2 separate regions of the Callithrix jacchus genome follow, and region 1 is linked to region 2. Evidence: chromatin contacts called from public Hi-C data. All regions are on one chromosome and are shown on one strand. The core of a region is the stretch at or near the end of the contact, and the rest is flanking DNA. Distances in the headings are between cores, read along the strand shown.

The links. Hi-C and Micro-C count contacts between places; a contact is called where the count stands out from the background.
Region 1: a contact with region 2 is called in a Hi-C map of skeletal muscle, with 4 times the contacts expected there. The contact joins the enhancer-like site here to the promoter of PODXL in region 2. A contact is called at or near these places in 2 of 3 Hi-C or Micro-C datasets (induced pluripotent stem cells and skeletal muscle).

What each region holds. Positions count from the first base shown.
Region 1 is chr11:115,707,875-115,712,394 of calJac240_pri, reverse strand. PODXL (podocalyxin like) reads right to left here. Exons shown (of 9, transcript XM_002752001.5): 9 at 1-3,666. The coding sequence ends at 3,469. Among named protein-coding and RNA genes, the nearest start is that of PODXL, 57 kb to the right of the region's middle. Within about 2 kb of position 2,589, at least 3 of the 16 cell types and tissues checked have an H3K27ac peak or open chromatin away from gene starts, as enhancers often do.
Region 2 is chr11:115,651,349-115,655,955 of calJac240_pri, reverse strand. PODXL (podocalyxin like) reads right to left here and starts at 2,768. Exons shown (of 9, transcript XM_002752001.5): 1 at 2,376-2,768; 2 at 1,929-2,283. The coding sequence starts at 2,768.

The DNA.
Region 1 (4,520 bases), core at 1,340-3,839, 57 kb before region 2:
CCAGTTTCTGTTTTTGTGTTCGTGCCCTCCCTAGCCTTGCTAGGGTAAGAATCGGGAAAGGAATTCTGTCCTTTGTGTCATTCTGGCGCTTTCAAGTAGCAATTCATAATTTACGGATTATTCCTTCTGAGGCACACAGCACTGGTCTGCAGTCCAGGTTTTAATCTTGTTTCTGTCCCAAACCATGGACTTTGAGCAAGTCACTTTATCTTTGTGGGCTTCACATTCTCTTGTCTGTAGAAAAAGACTGGACTAGAACTTGAAATCCCTCATGACTAGAGGGTTGCCTGCCAACCAGAGCATATTGACTCCAACCTTTACTATAATGGGGCTGCGACTTTGCTGGGGAGGGAGCAGGGTGGAGTTTTAAAATTTAAAAAAAAAAAACCTGATTTACAAGACAAATATTTTGTCATAAGCTTGTCTTGTTATATTTCATTTTTTGTTTAAAAAAAATCAAAAACTTTTCATTTCTAGTAAGACATTTACATTCTTGTTCAGAGAAAAAACTCGGCCATCACTCAGCTAACATGTTTTTTCAAAGTAGGTTCACTTAAAGCAATGCAGGGTGGATTAACATGTGGCCAGGGCATTTACATTATCCAAAAAACAGGTGTATATGTATCAGTTTGAACTTGTTCTTCAGAGTTTCTCCAGTATTTTGTCAAAAAAGATAAAGCTCAAGAAGTGATTTAAATAAACTTTGTTATCAAGAGGGAAGAAAAACTGGTGTCTAGACTAGATTAAACCCATATTTTGTCTTACGATGCAAAGAATTTTCTGTACCTCCTTCATCAGCATTGCTGCTTCTCTCCCCACTCATGTGACAGTAGGCTTCCAGTCATATTCATGGTTTCTGGCCTTCTCTGCAGCTTGGGGAAACCATGGTTTGCCACTAAACTCTCTTTGGTACAACCTGTTTAAAAAACATGCTGAGCTTCTAGTGTTCCTCTTACCTCTTCCAGGACCCAGACTCCGAATTATCAGAGAGCATTTAGAACCCAGTAAAGGTGGTGGAAGATGGTGACCTTTAGATGTGTGGCTGTTTGGCCTGTTGACTTAGGTGTCCTGGTGGCAAGAGCATGGCAAGGTGTCAGATTCTGAAGCTGCCCTAAGACTAGACTAACACAGTTTGGACAAACATAAAGAAGGAACCTCTGAATCAGCCTAAAGCTTCTGTGGGTTCTCCTTGGACAGAGTGATGGAGAGTCGGGAACTGTGGCTGACCTGACCAGGCACAACTGCTGTCTAGTCCTTGCCAGTCATCTGTCTCCAAGAGGCCTTAGGGTTGCAGCCTTTGATCAATTTGCAGAGGCCTATTTGCTGTCTCTGTCAAAAGCCCTGGCTGGGGAACTGTGACCCCGTGTCAGCAAAGGAGGAATAGTCTAGTCTGGCCTCTCCCACGGGGACCACGACAGAAACCTACTGGGTGGAAGGAACCCATTGCTGGGCAAGAAGAAAGGAAGCAAACACCTCATCAAGCCTTACAAGATTTCCTGTTTTCCCCCAAATGGGCACTGTTCTCCATCCTGCCCAAGGCCAAACACTAGAGAATCAGGGCAGATGTGTTGGGACCTTGTTAGCCTCGCATCCCCCTAACTCCTGGGAAACTCACTTGGGCCCTATGTGAACCCTTGGCCTTCCTTTCCTCTAGGATATCAGATGGCTACAGGCTATAAGGAAGGAATTAGGCAGATGGAGTGGGGCAAGAATCTTCCCCAGTCCCTCCCCCTACCCTTTCAAAAAATAAGCCATCCCTAAGCAGATAACCTATTTCATAGAACCACTACAGCCTGGGCCTGACGCTTAAGACCTTGGAAAAATGGCAGTTTTCATTCCCCTAAGTAGTTCTGCCCATTTTTCTACTTGGTCCCAGGGAATTTACACCCAGCATAATGGAGACCATGGTGAAAGTTCAAAATTCCATACAGGATTCCCCCTTCTCAGTTAGACGAAACCTCACCATGCCCACTGCTTAGGAGCCTTCTACATGGCAACTAACTGCTGAGCCTGTAAAAATCTTACATTAGGGAAAAGACATGGCTTTGTGCTTCTCCGAGATGCCACCAGAAACTGCAAGAGAACTACAGCAGCCCCACTAGGACCACAGAGAAAACAGCAAGGCCTAGCTCCAAGCCAGGACACTGAGAGTTCCCAGAACAGTCCGTCCCCCAGGCTGCTCTTCATGCATCTCCCTCGTTCCCTGTGGCACAGGAGAACCAGAATGTGCGAGATGAGCTAACTGGATGTCCACAACTGTCTAAGCTTTGGCCTTTGGCAGTGGAGGGCTGGGTTAGAAAACAAACTCTCCACAACTTGAAATGTCCCTGAGTTTCCTATGAAATAAAGAGGAAAGCCTGTCCTTCCTGGTTGCTTTAATGGATTGTCTCTGAAAACACATCGCTGAGGGAGGGGGCAGGGGCAGGAAGGCCTCTCCCACAGCCACTGCTCTTTTACACTGGGTCTCAGGGAATCACTCCCATCAGCTGAGCAGTGAACAACAAAAGGAACACTGCTTTCAGTAGCTACAGCAGATTTTAGTCCATGGTGAAAATGGAAGGCCAAAGAAGATTGTGGGGAGCCTCTGCAAGGAGGACCGGGGCGATGGGCCAGTGTTCCTGCTGACCCCATAATCAGCTGCCCTGAGACACCAGCCTGAAGAGCGTCTCCTTCTAGAGGACCTGCACATGGGTCCCCAAAGCAGACCTGGTTCATGCAGGGAGTCCTGTGTGGGTTAAGCCCCAATCTCACAAAGCACATGTGAGAAAATCAGAATCCAGAACAAGGGGTTCAAAGTTATGAATAACCTGTGCTAATCCCAGAGGCCATAGGACAGAGTAAGTGGGAACAAACAGCGAGCATAGGGAGGGGGAAGAACACAGGGTGGGAAAATGGGTACATGAGGCTGGGGTAGGAGAAGGAAAACTTAGGAGCTGGACTGTCAAGCTGTCAGATCCCACTGAGCCAAGATGGAGCCCTGCCCTCCTTTCCAGACCACCCAGCTGCTAGAGTTTCACTCCTGCCCGGGACAGCTCTGGCGGGAGGACACACGTGAACACGGCAGTGTGGCGTGGTGCAAATGGAATCTTTGTTTTCGTCCTGACTCTGTCACCAAGTGGCTCTGACCTTGGACAAATCACTTACCCTCTTCAGGTCTCAGTAATCCCGCTGCGGAATGAAGGGATTCCACTAGTTGATCTCTTAAAGTCCCTTATACGTGGCTTTTTCTTGATTTCCCTCATCATCCAGCAGCACTGAGCTCAGGCACTATTGGGTATTTTACAAGAGAATCTGGATAGAATGTGATTTGTTCAGCTCAAAAGAAAATTTAAGGCTCTGGAGGGATTGGGAGGGGCACCCCTCAGAGTTCACTCTCCCTCCCCAGTCTTTCCCTTCCCCGTCCAAACGGCACTTGGGGTGGTTGGTCTGGAGCTCTGTGGTGCTGCTGGAGGCCGCCATTAGACTGGACTAGAGATGGGTGTCTTCCTCCTCATCCAGGTCGTCCTTGGTCAGGTTGTCCAGAGGGACGATCCAGCTGTCCCCCAGCTCCCCATTGAGGCTGACCACCTTTTTCTCCTGCATCTCAGAAGAGGTCTCCATCACTTCCAGTGTGGGGTTGTCATGGTAACCATTCTCCACCGTCTGCAGCTCCTCTGTTAGTCGTTGCTAGAGTGGGAAAGATGAGCCAGTGAGAAGGGGATTTCAGAGTTCAGAGCTTAATATAGCACAGGTACCCCTCCCACCCCGGAGCCCCACTGTGGCTAAAGCAGGCTCTCATTGCTCCCCTGTGGGGCTGGCTGCTCCTGGTGGCCATTCTGGCTCTCAGCTTGCCTGGAACTAGTTTGGAACAAAGACTTGCCCCTCACCCTCGCCTTGGTGGCAGACCTATGAAGTGAGTGAAGATGGACTTTGTTCTCCAGAGTCCACTAAGCTCTTTCCTCCCTTTCATTCCTTTCCCCAAAACCACCTCTCCGGGCACCTACATCACCTATTGTAATGAATGGGGAAACACTATTTTAAAATGACCTCTCAGGCTGGTTGACTGAGCCCTCTCTCAACCTAGGCAGGATGGGCACGGTGTCTCTAGAACCATCCCTGCGGCAGATAGCAGCCATCTAGCAGCAGAAGCACTTTCTGTCCCTCTCAGACACAACCTTGAGTGCATGCTAGAATCACCTGGGGAGCTTTTTAACAACTACAGTGATGGACTCAGAGACTCTGTATGAATTGCTATAGGAGGCAGTCAGGCATGGGCATTTTAAAGTTCCCCACATTGGGCAGGATGAGTGAGAACCACAAGTCTGCATGGCACCATCATGGTGGGAATTCTAATGAGGTAGGCGTTAGAATTTGGGGTTAGGAACACCTAGGCCTGCTTCTATCAGTGAATCCTCAGAGCAGCTCCACAAGGAGGTTATTCCTGCCATGCAGATGAGGAACCTGCTGCTCAGAGCTCATCTGACTCAGAGTCAGAGCCAGGACCAAAACCAAGTCTCCCTGACTGCAGTCTGCGTGTGGTG
Region 2 (4,607 bases), core at 1,519-4,018:
TCATCACCATCATCATCGTCCCCCACCCCCAACTTAGCACTTTTCTAAATGCTTCCCGACAGTGCTGCATGTTGGAATAAGTGCGGTGCTTGGCTAGGCCAAGTTACTTGCTGGTTAGGGCAGGCACTGCATGGTCATTTTTGTTTGCCACATACCAAGCTTGTACCATATGCATGCCCTGTGCTAGGCTAGAAGTGGTGCTTCATGGAAGTGACATGGTTTCTGGCAGTGCCCAGGTGCCAGGAAAGAGTCCCATCCTTGAAGCCAGCAGTGAGCTAGAGTCGACGTTTTGCCCACTGTTGGCTTAGGAACATTGCCTTTTAGGGCAGAACAGTGAGGGTCTGGTCTCACAGCACCTCCCACTCCTCAAAGAAAGGGTGGCTCAGACTCCTTAAGCTCAGGAGCACTAGGGAGTAACCCCTCTTTCCTGACACAGCCCAATGCCCTTCTGGGTAGTTCTAAGAGGCTTCCCAACAAAAGGGTCATGTGAAGGCCCACCCTGAAGTCCAGCTGTCCTCAGAGTACCATCGGAGTGTCACCACACTCCGATGTCATCTCAACCCTGCATGTCGTGCGGCTCTTCCATGACTGCCACCCTGAAAGCTGTTCTGACTGTCCCTCACACTGCAGCCCCTCTTCCAGGCACACACACCCTTCCCCTGCCAGAGTGCCCTTCCCTGTCCTAGTCAAGCTGGTGGAGTCTCCCACCAGCCACGGGAGGATGTCCAAGCCTGCCTGCTCCCTGAGTGCCAGCCCCTGCCCACTACTAAAGGTTTCCTATGGTGCAGAGGAGAGACTGTGCTGCCCTCCCATCTCCCCTGGCCCCTTAGAGTCCAGTCCCAAACTGCCAGCACCTGCTTGTGGCAGTCCCTTCCCTGTCTGTGCATCCCACAGTCCTCCTGGCCCTAGGGTGAGAACACCACCTCCGCTCTTTCTTCCTGCAGACACATGCTCAGGTGGGCAAGAGAGAATGAGAAATGCTTCTCTCTCCCGGGGCTGGGCCGACTCCTGCAGTTCCTAGGGGCTTAGTGACACCTGCTCTGGTTGAGTTTGCAGCCATTGCCTATCCCCACAAAGAGAAGGAGTAACATTTCGCCTTGAGAAGAAACAGGGAGGGTATGTTTCTGAGGTGCAGCTCAGAAAGACATGAGAGACACGTGCAGTTTCTAAGGTGGGTCTAAAATGCAGCCCCATCCTCTTCTAGGAGAGAGAAGTTCCCGTTTGCACAAGAGGGTTGGGGGGGGGTCTCACCATCGTGGCCACGACCTAAGAAGGGATTGCTTTGGCGACACGGAGGTAGAACCCCCAGTCAACCAAGTGACTCTGGGGCTGTGGAAGGTCCCCTTACGTCCCTCTACCTGCCCCAGCACGGACTCAGGGGGTTGAGCCTGCACATATGGCTTGGAAAAACCTCTCTGCAAACGGGTAAGCACATTGCCCGCGTAGGCCGTATCTGGAGGCTTGTCACCTGCTTCAGGGACTTCCCCGGGAGCTTCTCGCCTGCCGCTTTGCCTGGAATTAACGGATACACAATACGGCCCCTCATTCCCTCCAACACGAAGCAAAGGTATATTCAGACGCCGAGGGTCCCGCAAAAGCGTGAAGCCTCGTGGTGCCCTGTTTCCCTTTTCTTTCCCAGCAAACCCACTTAGCACCGGCGCGCCCCTGTCTGCCCGAGCCGAATCCACCGCCTACTCCTCCAGTGTGGATACTGGAGACGAATCCACGCTCGCGCCCTGCACCTGCCGCGTTGTGGAGTTTGGAGGGGGCGTGGATAGTGCAAGGTCAGGGCCCCGTGTGTGGACCCGGGGGTAGCAGGGCTGCTCCGGGTCGGACCACGCGGCGCGCTGGGCTTCCCTACAGCGCGGCTGGGCAGGGGACGCGAGGACACAGTAGGGGTCCCGGCAGAGCCGGGGCAGGCCACTCACAATTCTGGGAGAGAGACAGCGCCGGCGGCGGCGGCAGCAGCAGCAACAGCAGCGCCGAGAGCACCAGCGCACAGCGCATCGTGTCTCGCCTCGAGGCCAGGAGCAGGTGGCTGCGGGGTGAGCGGAGGGTCCGCGCGTCCGGGTGGTGGGAGCGTGGGTGCCGCTCAGGGAGGCCTGTGGGTGGCTCCCGCGGCCCGGCGGTGGCCTGGGGCTCCGGAGTCGCGCTGCGGCGGCCCTTCCTCCCTGCTGCTGCCGCAGAGCCAAGCTGGGGCGCACAGCCAGCGGCAGAGGAGCGGCGGCGGCGGCTGCGTCCTGGGCGGCGTCTGCGCGGCTGCGGCCCCACTGGCGGCTGGGGCTACTCCCGGCTCGTCCCGTCCGCGCCGGCCCCCGCCCCCGTCCCTCCCCCTCCCCCTCCCCCTCCCCCTCCCCCTCCCCCTCCCTCTCGGCCTCCCTCTCGCCCTCCCCCTCCCCCTCTCTCTTCCCCTCCCTCTCTTCCAGAAGCCCGCCCGCCGCGGCAGCGGCCGGGCCGGGCGGGGCCGGGGCTGGGCGGGCGCTGGGCCGTGAACAATGAGCAGAGGAGGAAACTCCGCCCTGGAGCGCCGCGGGCGGGAGGCCGGGCGGCCCCCGCGCCTTGGGGGGCTGTGAGTGTGTGCGCGCCGGCCAGGGCGGGGGGCTCCCGTGGGGCAGTCGTGCCCCGCCCACGGGTGTCCCGAACAGGTGTCCCCCACTAAGTGCTTCTGAGGGGCCCCAGTGGGATCCCCCCCGCACGCCCAGGTCCTCACACTGCGCGCACATCCGGAGCGGGCGGACCTCCAGCCTTGCGTGGCAGCCGATAACCATGCGCGGCCTCCCCGGCTGCGGCGCGTTCTGCGGCGACCCCGGAGAAGCTCGCCTCCCACCTGCCAAGTGCAGTTCACCTACCGGCGGGCCCCCACCCCGCACGACTTCTGAGCGGGTCTCTGCGGCAGGGTGTGCACCGGGCAAGCTGGACGAATTGACTGCTTCACCTCTCCAAGGCTAGGGTCCTTACCTGTGAAATGGAGATGGTGGTTAAAAAACAACGGCAACAACTTCACGGATGAACGTGTACCGGCTTTACGTATGTTAATTCGTTTACTCTTCACGACACCCATTTTTTTTTTTTTTTTTTGAGACGGAGTTTCGCACTTGTTGCCCAGGCTGGTGTACAATGGAGCGATCTTGGCTCACCGCATCCTCCGCTTCCCGGGTTCAAGTGATTTTCCTGCCTCAGCCTCCTGAATAGCTGGGATTACCGGCACGCTCGGCTAATTTTGTATTTTTAGAGACAGGGTTTCACCACGTTGGTCTGGCTGGTCTGGAACTCCCGACCTCAGGTGATCTGCCCGCCTCGGCCTCCCAAAATGCTGGGATTACAGGTGTGAGCCACCGCGCCCGGCCCACGGCAACCATATTTTTAGCCTCATTTTGCAGACAGGGAAATTGAGTCAAAAAGAGGTTAGGAGGCCGGGCGCGGTGGCTCACACCTATAATCCCAGCCCCTTGGGAGGCCGAGGCGGGTGGATCATGAGGTCAAGAGATCAAGACCATCCTGGTCAACGTGGTGAAACCCCGGCTTTACTAAAAATACAAAAATTAGCTGGGCATGGTGGCGCGTGCCTGTAATCCCAGCTACTCAGGAGGCTGAGGCGGGAGAATTGCCTGAACCCAGGAGGCGGAGGTTGCGGTGAGCCGAGATCGCGCCATTGCACTCCAGTCTGGGTAACGAGAGCGAAACTCCGTCTCAAAAAAAAAAAAAAAAAAAAAGAGGTTAGGAAACTTGCTGAGGTCACATAACGGGTAAGTGGCAAACCTGCCGCTGAGACTGGTTTGGAGAACGGTGCCCCGTGCCTAGAATATAGTAATTGCTCTGCAAGAAGTGGTTATTGTCTTATTCCTGCTCTATAAAGAACAGCAATAAAGAGTTAGGGCTTTTGGGTCAGAAGAGACTTGGGCTCAAAACCTAACCATGCCAATCTATTAATTGTAAAATCCTAGGCAGGTTACTGTCAGTACCTCGTTTCGTTTCATCTGTAAAACAGGGATAATAACACCTACTTTAAAGATTGTTGGTAGACTTAAGAGTGATCATACAGGATAATACTTAGCCTAGGGCCAGGAACACAAAAGTCTCAGTGAATGAAGCTGCTCGCCCTCCAAGTGTGGATCAGAGATATCTGCACACTGGGGCTGGGGCTGGGTGTTGGAGAATTCCATAAACTGAGTTTATCCGGTGAAAGAACAAAGAAGGTCCTCTCCCCTCCCCCACTTCTCCCCCCGCCCCGCCCCCAAAGTTGCTTGGGAGACGCAAACCCCAGGCCCTCCTGAAAAAGAGGCACATCAGCGGAGCCGGGATGTGGAGGGGGCGAGGGATAATTAACCTTGGAACCCGGGTACGGCGTGAATTTGGCTCACGTGACTCCGAGGTTGCTAACCTGGAGTCTCCCTGCCAGATGGGGTTGGGTGGAGGGGTTTTCCTCAGGATCTAGCCGCGTCCCTGGGGCAGGGGAGTCCGTGAGCCCCTGAAGTCGGCTGCAAGCAGGCCTTGCCTGCGAGGCATTTCGTCGCTGGAGCCGCGAAGGAAGCGCTGGCGCCCTGGCTGGGGTTCCGTGGCAACCGGCCTCAAGCTTGGGAAGGGCTGACGGGGCTGTTTTCATCAGG